Regions from separate parts of the Mus musculus genome. Here all the other regions are linked to region 3. The links are chromatin contacts, called in public HiCAR-type and promoter capture Hi-C maps. All regions are on one chromosome and are shown on one strand. Each heading gives the region's core, a stretch centred on a gene start, on an enhancer-like site or on the middle of the called end of the contact. The rest is flanking DNA. Distances are from core to core; before and after follow the strand shown.

Region 1 (3,668 bases), core at 701-3,200, 2.4 Mb after region 3:
TTACAGGACAGCCAGGGCTACACAGAGAAACCCTGTCTCGAAAACAAAAACAAAAACAAAAACAACCCTTTTTCTTCAGTACTCAAAAGTTGACCTGTGCTAATCTGCTAACCTTTTTTGAAAGTGTATGTATACACACACACACACACACACACACACACACTCACTCACACGTTTCATTTTAGAGGATTTAAAGATTTGCTTTTATATTGCTTTTATATTAATTACAGCATATAACTCTCTCCACTCTCCTTCAAATTCATGGCCTCTCTTTTCTCTATTCTTCTCTCATACATCCTGACTGCAACCTCCCCTCCCTCCATCCTTCCTAGCCCCTTTCTAGCCCCTGGCCTCAACCTCCCCTCTCCCCCAGACTTACTGCCCCTCTATTTCTCTTCAGGAAGGAGCAGGCCTCCCAGTGATATCCACCAAACAGGGCATAACGAGATGCAATTAGATTAGGCACAAACTGTCTTTCTTTTACCCAATTGTTCTTGGATTCAAACATGCATTTGCATATACACATATATTTCCAAATACAACCTGTAGAGGCCACATACTGTTTCTTGTATGCATGTTTTCAAGGGCTGACCATTTGGCATAGGCCAATTGGAAATACACTTCTTATTTCTGTTCTTTCCGGAAGCTATCCTTTCTTTTTAAATTCTTACTGGGTCTACCACTACCTAAACTGGACTTTATATAATAATGAAAACTTTCTGTAGGAGTGCCACATGTGGCACTCCTACAGAAAGTTAGGCTTGTGGCTAATTAGCAATGGGATTTAGGATTGAGAGGGCATTTACAGTGGTAAGGAAAATGGACTCAAGGTGATGTGTAACGAAGAGGCATAGATGAAAGTGAATTATAGCATTTCCATGGGATTTCATCCCATTTTCAGAGGATTGCCTTCCTTTTTAGATACAAGTGCTCGGTAATTATTGTCCAAACTGTAGTTATGTGCCCTATAACAATACTTTTGGTATAAAATTCCTAATATCTAGTGATGTTAGTTACCGAGACATTTTGTGTAGTGTTCGTGGTGATGCTGTCAGAAGCCCTCTGTTTCTAGCCCTCTTGTATATATTCAATGATATACAGTACATAATACTAGTTACTCAATAGTAAGTAACTGTTGTTAGTTTCTGCATAATCTATATCTTTCATGACTTAGGGGAGTATTCACTATTTTCATGCGGTTATTTTCATACTAGTGATCAACCAGCAGCTCCAATAGATCTGGCACTATTTCAAATCACCTGTTCACCTTCCTCTCTCCAATGCCTTTTCTTTCTATTCATGCAAACTATTCTTTAACAGCAATTATTGTTCTTTTCTGCTAGGAAACCGTGTTTTCTTTAGTTACTGGAGGATCAGAACTTTGGACCTCAGATGCTCCTGGAAAAGGAGCAGACTACGAAGACACTAATCATACCAGTGGCCTGTGTTAGTCACCAAGCATCATCTCATCCTGCTTGCTTGTTGCGTAGTAGGTCATCAGTATTTGTTTTATGAATAAAGTATGAATAAAGGGAAGTCGTCAGTGTGTAAAAACAAGAGGCCTTCCATTACTTGAGTGTGCAGTAGCACGTCTCAGTAATACTTCATGAACTAAACCCGTCATCTTGACTTCTTTGGACCAGAATGAAATTCTAAGCAAGCCTTCCCCAGTCAATTCCACTTAAAAGCTTCTTTTCCTTCCGTTCGACAACAATGATTGCCCCTGCAGATGAGGCACATGGCCACCCACTTCCCGCCTCTTCATCAGCCTCGGCTGCCCGTCGTCCCCGCGGGTTCCAGAGCCCCATCCCCGTCCGTCACAGAACCGCGCGTAAATCCGCCCTCTCCTTCGACCCCCGCCACCCGCTCCAGCTTCCGCCTAGCTCGCTTTTGGGACAAATGATGCAAAAGAAGCTCCGCTTCCGCGTCGGCGGGGGCTGTGACGTCACCGCGCCTTGACGTCAGGCCAACGTGCAGCGCGGTCGCCCGGGAGACCAGGGAAGCCGTTTTACACCCTGCGGAGTCCCGGGCTAGGTGAGGGTCATGGCCTTCCTCAGTCCTCAGAGGACCCGGTCGGCGGGGACACAGTTCCGGCGCAGAGACTGGCGGCGCGGGACTGCGGGGCGGCGGGGGTCGGGAGGAGGAAGGCGGGAAGGTGGGGCGGCCTCTCGGCGCCCCAGGCGAGGCCTGGGCCAGCGCAGTCCGGTCGGGCGGTTAGTTTCCTGCAGTGACCTCCTGCTCTCTTGCCCCCGACCTGCCCTTCGGTGAATCACGCCCCCGGAATGGTACTTGAGGAAGGGCCTGGAAGCAGAACCTGAGTTAATGACCGGGCGTGACACCGGTGTAAGAATCGGAAATGAACCACCAAGGGCATTTCTGCGTTTAAGAACACGCACGTCTATCTCGTGACCAGTGTCACAGAGAAGGTTCTCAAACGCACGTAGCAGCGGCCACGTACCTCTGTACTTTTGCCAAGGACAGTTTCCACATATATAATGGGAAAGACCAAAAGGAACTTGTTTGGTTAAAATACTGAATGGGTAACTTAAAAATCACGTTTTCTTCTGCTAAAGAGCAAACAGCCCTACACTTCTTGAAAAGCGGAATTATATGTGGATTCTACTATTCTTTTCACGAGTAGTCACATCTTTATAAAGACCCAATGGACTTTTCTAATCGGCTTACAAGCTGTTTCTTAAAATATAGGCAATAACAAAAATAAACGTTAAAGAAAGTAGTACCCTTCTAGTCACCTTGGGAATTTTAGGTGCCCACCTCTTAGTTGTAATCATCAGCATGCATTGCTTAGCAGAAAAGCACCTAGTTATTACAGTCTGCACTCACAGTTTACATGGGTTTACAATAAAGTGTCTTTATATGAGGACAAGTTACACATGTTCTTGGGACGAATCCAATGAATGTATCTTGCCTGTAATCTTGTTACTATGTCTTGTGCGATGTGCATTGACATCAGTTTCTCCTCCACTTCGTTTTAGAGGTCTTTCAAATTTACCAGGGTGCTATTTTTAAATTTTTCTTTCATAGCCAGAAGCCTGCCACTTCTGGTGACATAGTAATATGTTAAGAGTAGTCACAGCGAAGGCATTAAATAATAAACATCCCACTGGTACCTTGAATTTATACGTTATTTAGGTCCATGCTTGCTAATACTTTTGTGGATGGCACTTTAAGAGGAGATATAGTTGGCTGTATAAGGGAAAAATATTCCTGTGGAGCCCAAGATACTATCATTTCCATTCACCAATGATGGCTTAACTGAAGATAATGCCTTCTGGTTTCTTGCCATGTGACTATGACAGTATATGATTATGTACTTGGTCACTTGGACCCATGTCCACATAATTACCATTACTCCCGTGGTTGGCCTCAGTTAATATTACCAAGCACACACGTGGGAAGACAGCTCACTAGTTTTGTTTGTTTTAAATAGTAGCTTATTGAAATGAGGGATATTTTGGGCTAACACAGGGTTGAGGAATCTCTCCTCCACTGATGGTTGCATAGTTTACAAAAATAACACCAGCATTATTTTTTCCTTCACTCTCTTGCCCCTAATTTAACTCAATCTTAGGAAGCCTTTGCTGATTTCCCATCCCCCACCCAAAAGATAGGTCATTATCCTCTCTTGACTCTCACATTGCCTGTGT
Region 2 (3,797 bases), core at 937-3,436, 2.2 Mb after region 3:
TAGGTAAAGTTGGGACAGTTTTAAAACGTTGGAAATACTGCAATCTTATTATAGTTTTTTAAAAATAGTTTAATTTTGCTTATATACTAGTCTTTGAATTCTGTCCCAACCTTTCCACTTTAGTCTGAGGGCCTTTACTTGATGCAATTTGAAACAACACTGCTGGGTGATCATTAATCTGGGTTAGCAGTGCCATAAAACTTGGGAACCACAGCCTCTGCTTAGCCTGTTTTTCCAGGATCCCCTTTTTTTTTTTTTTGAATAAGTACGATCTTTTAATTTTTTTTCTTAAATTCGGATTATACAAATTTAATGTTTATTTCCAACTAAAAAAACAACAACAACAAAAAGCTATTGAATACATGAAGTTACAATCCAGATGCCAGTTTCATGTATATTTTTGAGGTTAACTCTCGGTTCCCTAAGTCTCTATGAGTGCAGGGCGTGGGGTCTGGGTGATGAAGGTCGTAGTTCTAAACCTAGTACACGCTCGGCGCGGAAGAGGCGCTCTGACTTGTTAAATGAATTAGTCACTACGTGATCCGTGGGCTGCAAAACACGCGCATAGGCATCTCTATTGTCAAAACCCTAACATTGGCTTCCCCTAGCGGAGGCTGTCCGGGAACAGGCGGCGGGGCGGGCTCAGCCTTCCCGCCCGTACGGCGCGGGGCCGGCGACCCCGTCTGGAGGCAGCGGCGGAGGCGGCCACTCGCTTCCCCCTCGGGATCTGGAGGCGTCTTGAAAGGAGGCAGATAAACAAAGGCAACCGCACCGAAACCGGCCGTTCCGTCTCACAGCCTCTCTCACATCGCGTGCCCGGGTGTCCGCGGAACACGGTGACCCTGCATCTGTCCGCAGGCAGGTGGAGTCCGCCCCACGCGGCGCGCGCCTCCTCTCCTCGCAGGCTCACGGGGGGTGGGAGGTAGCCTCCCCGGCCTCGCGAACCGTCAGAGCCTCGGGGACCCTCGGCCGCTCGCGAGCGGACACTCCCCTCCCTCCTCCTCCTCCTCCCCGGAGCGCCGAGCCGCCGCGCGCCCCTCCGTCCGGAGCACGCGCACGGGAGGCGGGGCCCCAGCTTCCCGGCACTCACTGATCGCCCGGCCCCCTCACCCCACCCCACCCCCTCTCGGCCCCGAAGCTCCTCCCTCCCCGAAGACGAGCCGGCCCGGGGGAGGAGACCGGAAGCCACTTAAAGCAGAGCTGGAGCTGACAGGCGAGCGAGCTGGAGCCTCGAGAGCAGTTGCGGCTTTCAGCGCTCAGGTCCGCGGAATGGCCCGCGCGCCGCTCGCCGCGTCGGCCGCCCACGACCCCTAGACACCGGCCCTCGTCCTCGGCTCGGACCGCTGGCGCAGAGGCGGCCCTCCACGCCGCGCCTGGGCTGCGTTCGAAGGGCGGCTTGCCTGAGGTAAAAGGGGCTGGGGGGTGGGCAGCGAGCGGCGGAGGGACCCCCAGCGGGATGGCGGGCGCCAGCCTCGCCGCCCCGAGTCCCCGTCGGGACAGCGGCGGATCCCTAGACTGCCCGGGAGAGCTGAATGCGCTCGCGTCCGTCGGTGGCGGGGTGGGATCGGGTTCAGCGCCGGGAGCTGGGCAGGTGGATAGATGGACTGGCGCCGCAGGGCTTGCGGGGCCGCCCGCGACTCCTCTCGGGGGGTTGCAGCCGGGGCAGCCCCTGCGGGAGGGCTCGGCGCTGCGGGAGCGTTCCGGCCGGCGCGCGTTCCGGGCTGCAGCCCAGAAGTTTGCAGGCTGTGTTCGAGTTAACTTTGAGTGCCGCACCGGTTCCCCTTCCTTTTCCCCGCCACCCGGAGTGTCCGCTGCGGCTCGGCCCTGCAAGCTCCGGGACTCGCCAGCCGGTCCTCGGGAAGGAGGCAGGGCCGGGGTGGGGGGGAATTCATTGTGGACTCGCCTTGAGTGGCTTCGGGGAGGCGGGGAGGTCGGGTCCTGAGGAAGGTGGGCCGGGAGTGAGGGGGCGCCCGGGTCCCTGAGGACAAGGTGAGGGCGGGGATGCTCACCCTCTCGGCGAAGTGCGGAGCCCGGTGGAACGGGCGCGGCGGGAGGTCGTGGCTGCGCGGAGCGCGGCCGGCAGGAGGCGTCGCTCGGACCCGGGCGTCTCACTCCTTGGCTGTTTGGAGCCGGCGGTTTCCATGGAAGGTGTGACCAGCTCGTGGTGCCAGACGACCGGGGCGTCACGAGGTGAAGGGTGGCGCGATTGGGTTGCCCGCTGCGGGCGACCGGAGGAAACGACCTTCCAATCTTTTTATTTTTCTGTTATGCAAACTAATTGAGGAACTGGTGGCTTCCGCACTCCACTCCTCTGCTTCCTAGTTGAGTTTCCGAGTTTGGTGGAGGGGCAGTAAGAGGAAAAGTTGTGTGCGTGCGAGTGTGTGTGTGCGTGCGTGCGTGCGTGCATGTGCGTGTGCAGAAGTATAAATAAAATCGCTTTAGTATTTTGCCTGGATTGGTGTGATAGGAGGGGATAGTGTGCGTGCGTAGGGGAAGGCACAGGCGGGTTAGATACGGAGAGGGAATACCACAATCTGTGCCAACTGAGCCTTGAGGCAAGAGCACCGAATGATGAATAATAACGCCTGGCTTGGCTGCTTTCCAGTTATTTATGTCTCATGTCAGATCCCTCCTTCGTGAGGCTTTCTCTAACAATGCCAGCTCATACTGAACTCAAATATTTATTTATTTAAAATAAATAAATCTCTTTTGTACTTAGACTAGCACTTTGTTCCATGCCTTGTGTTTTTCTGAGTTTTGATTATTCAGCACTTTTGTATACATAGACTTATAAATCCCTCCTAGATCTTTATATTCGTTTTTTAAAGCACGAAGTCTTACCATTTTGGGTTTTGACCTTCAACCAAGAACAAAGCATCTAATGTGTGCCTTTTCTAAAGTAATTCAGCCACAAAATACAGACATCCTCAGTGGTGAACAGTGCTAGGTACTATACTGGACTCCTAATGCATGCTTGATTAAATCATAGGTTCTTACATCAAGGAGTTCTTTCAGTCTATTGGACAAGAAAAAAGACCATTAATTGCTCATCACTGTCCCTTCTCATCTGGAACAATCTCAGTAAATACCTGGAAATCTCAGTCATTTTAAAGGATCTGGTTCTTGAAAGGAAAAAAAATTCAGATTCTGAAATTTGGTGTTTTTTAATATTTGTATTTTTTTGGTTATAATATACTTTCATTTGTTTTTTTTTTTTAAAGTGGATAAGTGTAACTTTTCTAAAGACAAGGACCCTTTGTATAATCGTGCTGTATTAAGTTTCTAAGGCACGGTACAGTGGTTGTTGAAGTTAGGCATATCCTGATATTCCTTCAGGAATTTTTTAAAAATTTAGAAATCTTTAACATTCAATAATTAAATACTAGAACTTTCAGAATGTAAAAACATTAGCAGGCTTCTGGCTTTCTCTTGTATCACAATTCACTTGAAAGCTTCTGTGTCTATCCTTACACACATACACACACACACTAGTTCTTTCACTTTTTAACCTTTTAAGTTTATCCTTTTGATGAACTTTCCTCCCAGTGAATTTTGTTTTTTGCAAACTCATGGGACAGATCATAAACAACTGTAAAGGGAACCACAAAGCTAAGCAAGAGATGTGGTTTCCCTGCTTCATCTTCTAGAAAAAGACAGTTATTTCTATCTTACAAAATAAAGTCATACCCCAGTAGAATCACACAGCACTTGCTCTGTCTCCCCCTCCTCTGTGTGTGTGTTTATCAATTATTAAGTCAATACATAAGTATTGAAAAATACATTCTCATCTACTATTA
Region 3 (3,592 bases), core at 999-3,498:
GCTGGGGTTCTGGCTTCCCTGGTTCTTTTGGCTTCTGAAATCTTCCTTCACACTGTCCTTAGTTTATTGGTGCAATTGCCCTGAATCTTCAAACATTGTTTATGCAGCATTTGTGTTACAGACAGGGGCTGTTTCTAAGGCTGCATGCAGCATATTGCCATAACAGATACACCCCACTACTGATAACTTGCAGAAGGCCATCAGGATTGCTACTTTCTCCCTCACCCTGATAACTGACCAAGCTGAAGGACCTTGGGCACTTTTGTCAGCTTTTGGTTTCTGTTTACTTACTAGAAGCACCTGAGAGCTCCTTTAAGACCCTTAAAAGAGAAATGATTTCAAAGTTGCATAACCTCCTCAGGGAAAAGACTTAGTATTCTTAACAAAACCTTTATGTTTCTAATGAACTTTAGTGAGATTAAGACTTGTATTAAAGCCGGACCTGGTGGCGCACACCTTTAATCCCAGTACTTGCAGGAGGACCAGGTCAGCCTGGTCTACAAAGTGAGTTCCAGGACAGCCAGGGCTATACAGAGAAACCCTGTCTCAAAAAAACCAAAAAGAAAAAAAAAAAAAAGAAAAAAAAAGGCTTGTATTAAACAAGGTATCTGCCCATACTGCTGCATGTCCAAAGCATAAGCTGAAAATCAAAGTCTGATGATGATTTCAGGGTTTTTACTTCCTTTTGACAAGCATTCTAAATTATTTTTCTAGCAAAATGTTCTTAACAGGAGTGAATATTTGAATTGACTCTCTATAAAAATTTCTCCGACTTGTAATGAGACTGAAATAAAACTATTACATTGTTCTTAACTAGTCTGAAAAGGTTTTTCATTAATGACTCTTTAATTGAGAAAAAAATCAATTTTCAGCTCAAGGTTGATAGCTGTAATAAATAATCGTAACCTAGTTTCTGTTGTTATCAAAACATTCTCCAGGGCTAAGAGTATTGCTCAATGGCTGCTCAAATACTTATCATGCTAAGGCGTTAAGGCCCCAGGTCAACCACCTCCTTTAGGTGAAAGAGATATTCTTGAATCTTGTGGATATGCTAGATAGCCTTAAAAGAGTAATATGTTTAAAACTTTAATGAAAATAAAACAAATCAAATGAGAAACGTTAAGTAGGCTATAGCCACACACATGAGCTTAATTTTTATTTCTAGTTGAAACGTGATTTTTTTTTTGTAATATTCTGACCAAACATTACTATACTAATCAGAAATGCATTAAACTTTTAATGCTAGTGGTTGAATATGGAAAGTTTGAGAACTAGTGCCCTCTCTCCCTTCCTCTCTCTCTCCCTATCTGTATCTATATATACATACACATATTTTCCCAACTCGTTTTATTGTAAAATTTAGATGTTTTGAAAATTTAAGTAAAATATAATAAAAACTAAGCACACCGGTGTTGGGGAGGAAAATCTAGCTTTCTTCCCAAGAGAATTTGAGTAACTCTCTCTTCTGTGCATTGATCCTCTGCAAAACAATCGGAGGCAAGATGACCTGGGTTCAAATTCCATTTGAGATGCTTCCCAGAGTGCTTGCCAAGCTGCCTATGCTTATCAGTGAGAGGTCACACATCTCTGTTAGTCTAGCCATGAGGACAAAGATGTGCTTGTAATACCCACAGAGGAAGAAAGAAGCGTGGGCACTTCCGTTTGAAGGTGTGCGTTGAACTTACGCACATCAATTGAGTTACTTTGTCTTGAAATGTCTTTCCATGATACTCATAATTTCACTAACATACATTTCCTGTTCTTGTCTTAGCTTTTTGTTTGTTTGTTTGTTTGTGTTTCTTTAACCATTAAAAAAAAGCATAAAGTTGGTTAGGGCAAAGGAGTAAGGCATTTTAATGCTCAAAGATCGTTTCAAGTTCAAGTCCTGTGAGCATGCTCGCACTTATGGAGCATGTGTGGTGTTCAAAACTTGTGATTCCAAACAGGAGAAGGATTAGTATTCCAACTCTATATGTACTTGACATTGAATGACTACATTGAAATCCTGGGGCAGGGGTGGGGGCGGGGCAGAAAAGTTTAGCCTTTCTGAGTTCTTTGGTTACAATAGCGGCTAAAGGTAATTTCCATGAAATACTTGCCTCTGCACAAAGACAAACTTCTATCTTTGACAAATTCAATGCCTTAAGTTTAAGAGAAAGAGACACACATAGACTGGGGGGGGGGGGAGGAGAGGAGGGAAGGATGAAGAAAAGAAGACATTGAAAAGAAGGGAAGGAGAGTGAAGGACGAGGGAAAACGGAGAGAGCAAGAGTATGTGAGAGAGAAGCATTCTGGTCTTAGTCAGTTAGAGAATGAGAGCCTGCAATCAGCACTACACAATCCCAGAGAGACAGTGTATTGTTGTCTTGAAAGCCACAAAGCTAAACAATTCCAAGAATGTCTGGCGAAGCCCTTTTGGGAAGGGCAAGGTGGGGGACGAACTGGGAGAGGGAGCCCCCTCCGCCCCTTTACACGGTGTGACAGGATTTGGGAGACCTGGCGGAAACCTTCAGGTCACCCAGGGAACTGCTCTCGCGGCTGGTCCTGTGCGGCGAGGCGGGGGGTGAGCGCGAGGCGCGCAGGGCGCGGAGATGTGCAAGTGGAGGAGCTGGACGGAGTGCAGGCGTAAGCTGCAGAGCGGCTAAGGCGAGGGGTGAGTCTCGGGGTGAGGGTCCAAGGAATGCGGGCTTCCCGGGCGCTCACCCGCCCGGAGCCCGAGTGGGGCCTGGAACCTCCCGGGACTCTGGCTTCGTCCCCCTCCGCGCGCTCGGCGCCGGGGCGCACCCTGGGGACCGCACAGAGCGGTGGGCGCTCGCCCGGGCTGGGGGCTACTTTGCCTGCGGCCGCCCTGGCCGGTGCGCTCATTGGTCGGGATGTGTCTGCTCAGTCGCCTCCAACTTCTCCCCAATCCCACTGGTGAGTCACCGGAGAGCGAACAACCGGGCACCGGGAGCGGGGCACCAGTGTCCCCGGGGCGCCGGGAGTCGGTGGGACGGGCAACAGGAGGACAGAGCGGGCGGGGGCCGGGACGCGCTAAGCAAGGGCAGAGGCCGAGGTCCCGCGCGCAGCGGGCTCCTGGTGCCTGGTCGCCGCGGGAGGAGGAGGCGTGTCCTGGGCGGGAGCCGCCACTGGGACCTGAGAATGTGGGGAGGGGAAGGGGCCGAGAAGGCGACCTGGAGGAGGACCCTGGGAGTGATGTCAGGTCACCTCCAGGTTCATTTTCATAGCTTCCTGCAGCCTCCGCCCAGGAGTTCTGTTTGGTGACCGAGAGCAGCGCTGCCAAATTGCACCGGGGTTCATTTGGGGGCTGGGAATTGGCCATTCCGCTGTACAGACACTGTTTTTATTTTAAAAAACAAGGTTTGTTTTCATTTTAGTTTCTATCGGATTCTCTCCTCAATTAACTCACTTTCCTAGTTTTAAATTTTCTTAACCTAAATGTCTTTTCACAATCCCACCTCTTCATCGTGCTTCGAACCTTGGCTTCCTATTATATAATTCATGCTTAAATCTGCCAAAGGGTTGGCTGGCGCGGGGTGGGGGTGTTCTTTAGTAGATGGAAGTTTTTAAAGACCCTTTCTTACTTAACCTA

What was found. Promoter capture Hi-C pulls out the DNA fragments that hold promoters and counts their contacts. HiCAR-type assays count read pairs that join an accessible place to other places.
Region 1: a contact with region 3 is called in a HiCAR-type map of astrocytes, with 5 times the contacts expected there. The contact joins the promoter of Lekr1 here to the promoter of Mme in region 3. A contact is called at or near these places in 1 of 39 promoter capture datasets (embryonic stem cells) and 2 of 115 datasets of contacts at active chromatin or transcription factors (astrocytes and embryonic stem cells).
Region 2: a contact with region 3 is called in a promoter capture Hi-C map of liver, with 2.9 times the contacts expected there. The contact joins the promoter of 4931440P22Rik here to the promoter of Mme in region 3. A contact is called at or near these places in 2 of 39 promoter capture datasets (cranial neural crest and liver).

What each region holds. Positions count from the first base shown.
Region 1 is chr3:65,664,278-65,667,945 of GRCm38.p6, forward strand. It overlaps Lekr1 (leucine, glutamate and lysine rich 1), which reads left to right and starts at 1,951. Exons shown (of 13, transcript NM_001166659.1): 1 at 1,951-2,034.
Region 2 is chr3:65,527,228-65,531,024 of GRCm38.p6, forward strand. 4931440P22Rik (RIKEN cDNA 4931440P22 gene) reads right to left here and starts at 2,187. Exons shown (of 2, transcript NR_027955.1): 1 at 2,010-2,187; 2 at 256-1,938. Tiparp (TCDD-inducible poly(ADP-ribose) polymerase) reads left to right here and starts at 1,220. Exons shown (of 6, transcript NM_178892.5): 1 at 1,220-1,405.
Region 3 is chr3:63,292,963-63,296,554 of GRCm38.p6, forward strand. Mme (membrane metallo endopeptidase) reads left to right here and starts at 2,249. Exons shown (of 23, transcript NM_001357335.1): 1 at 2,249-2,653.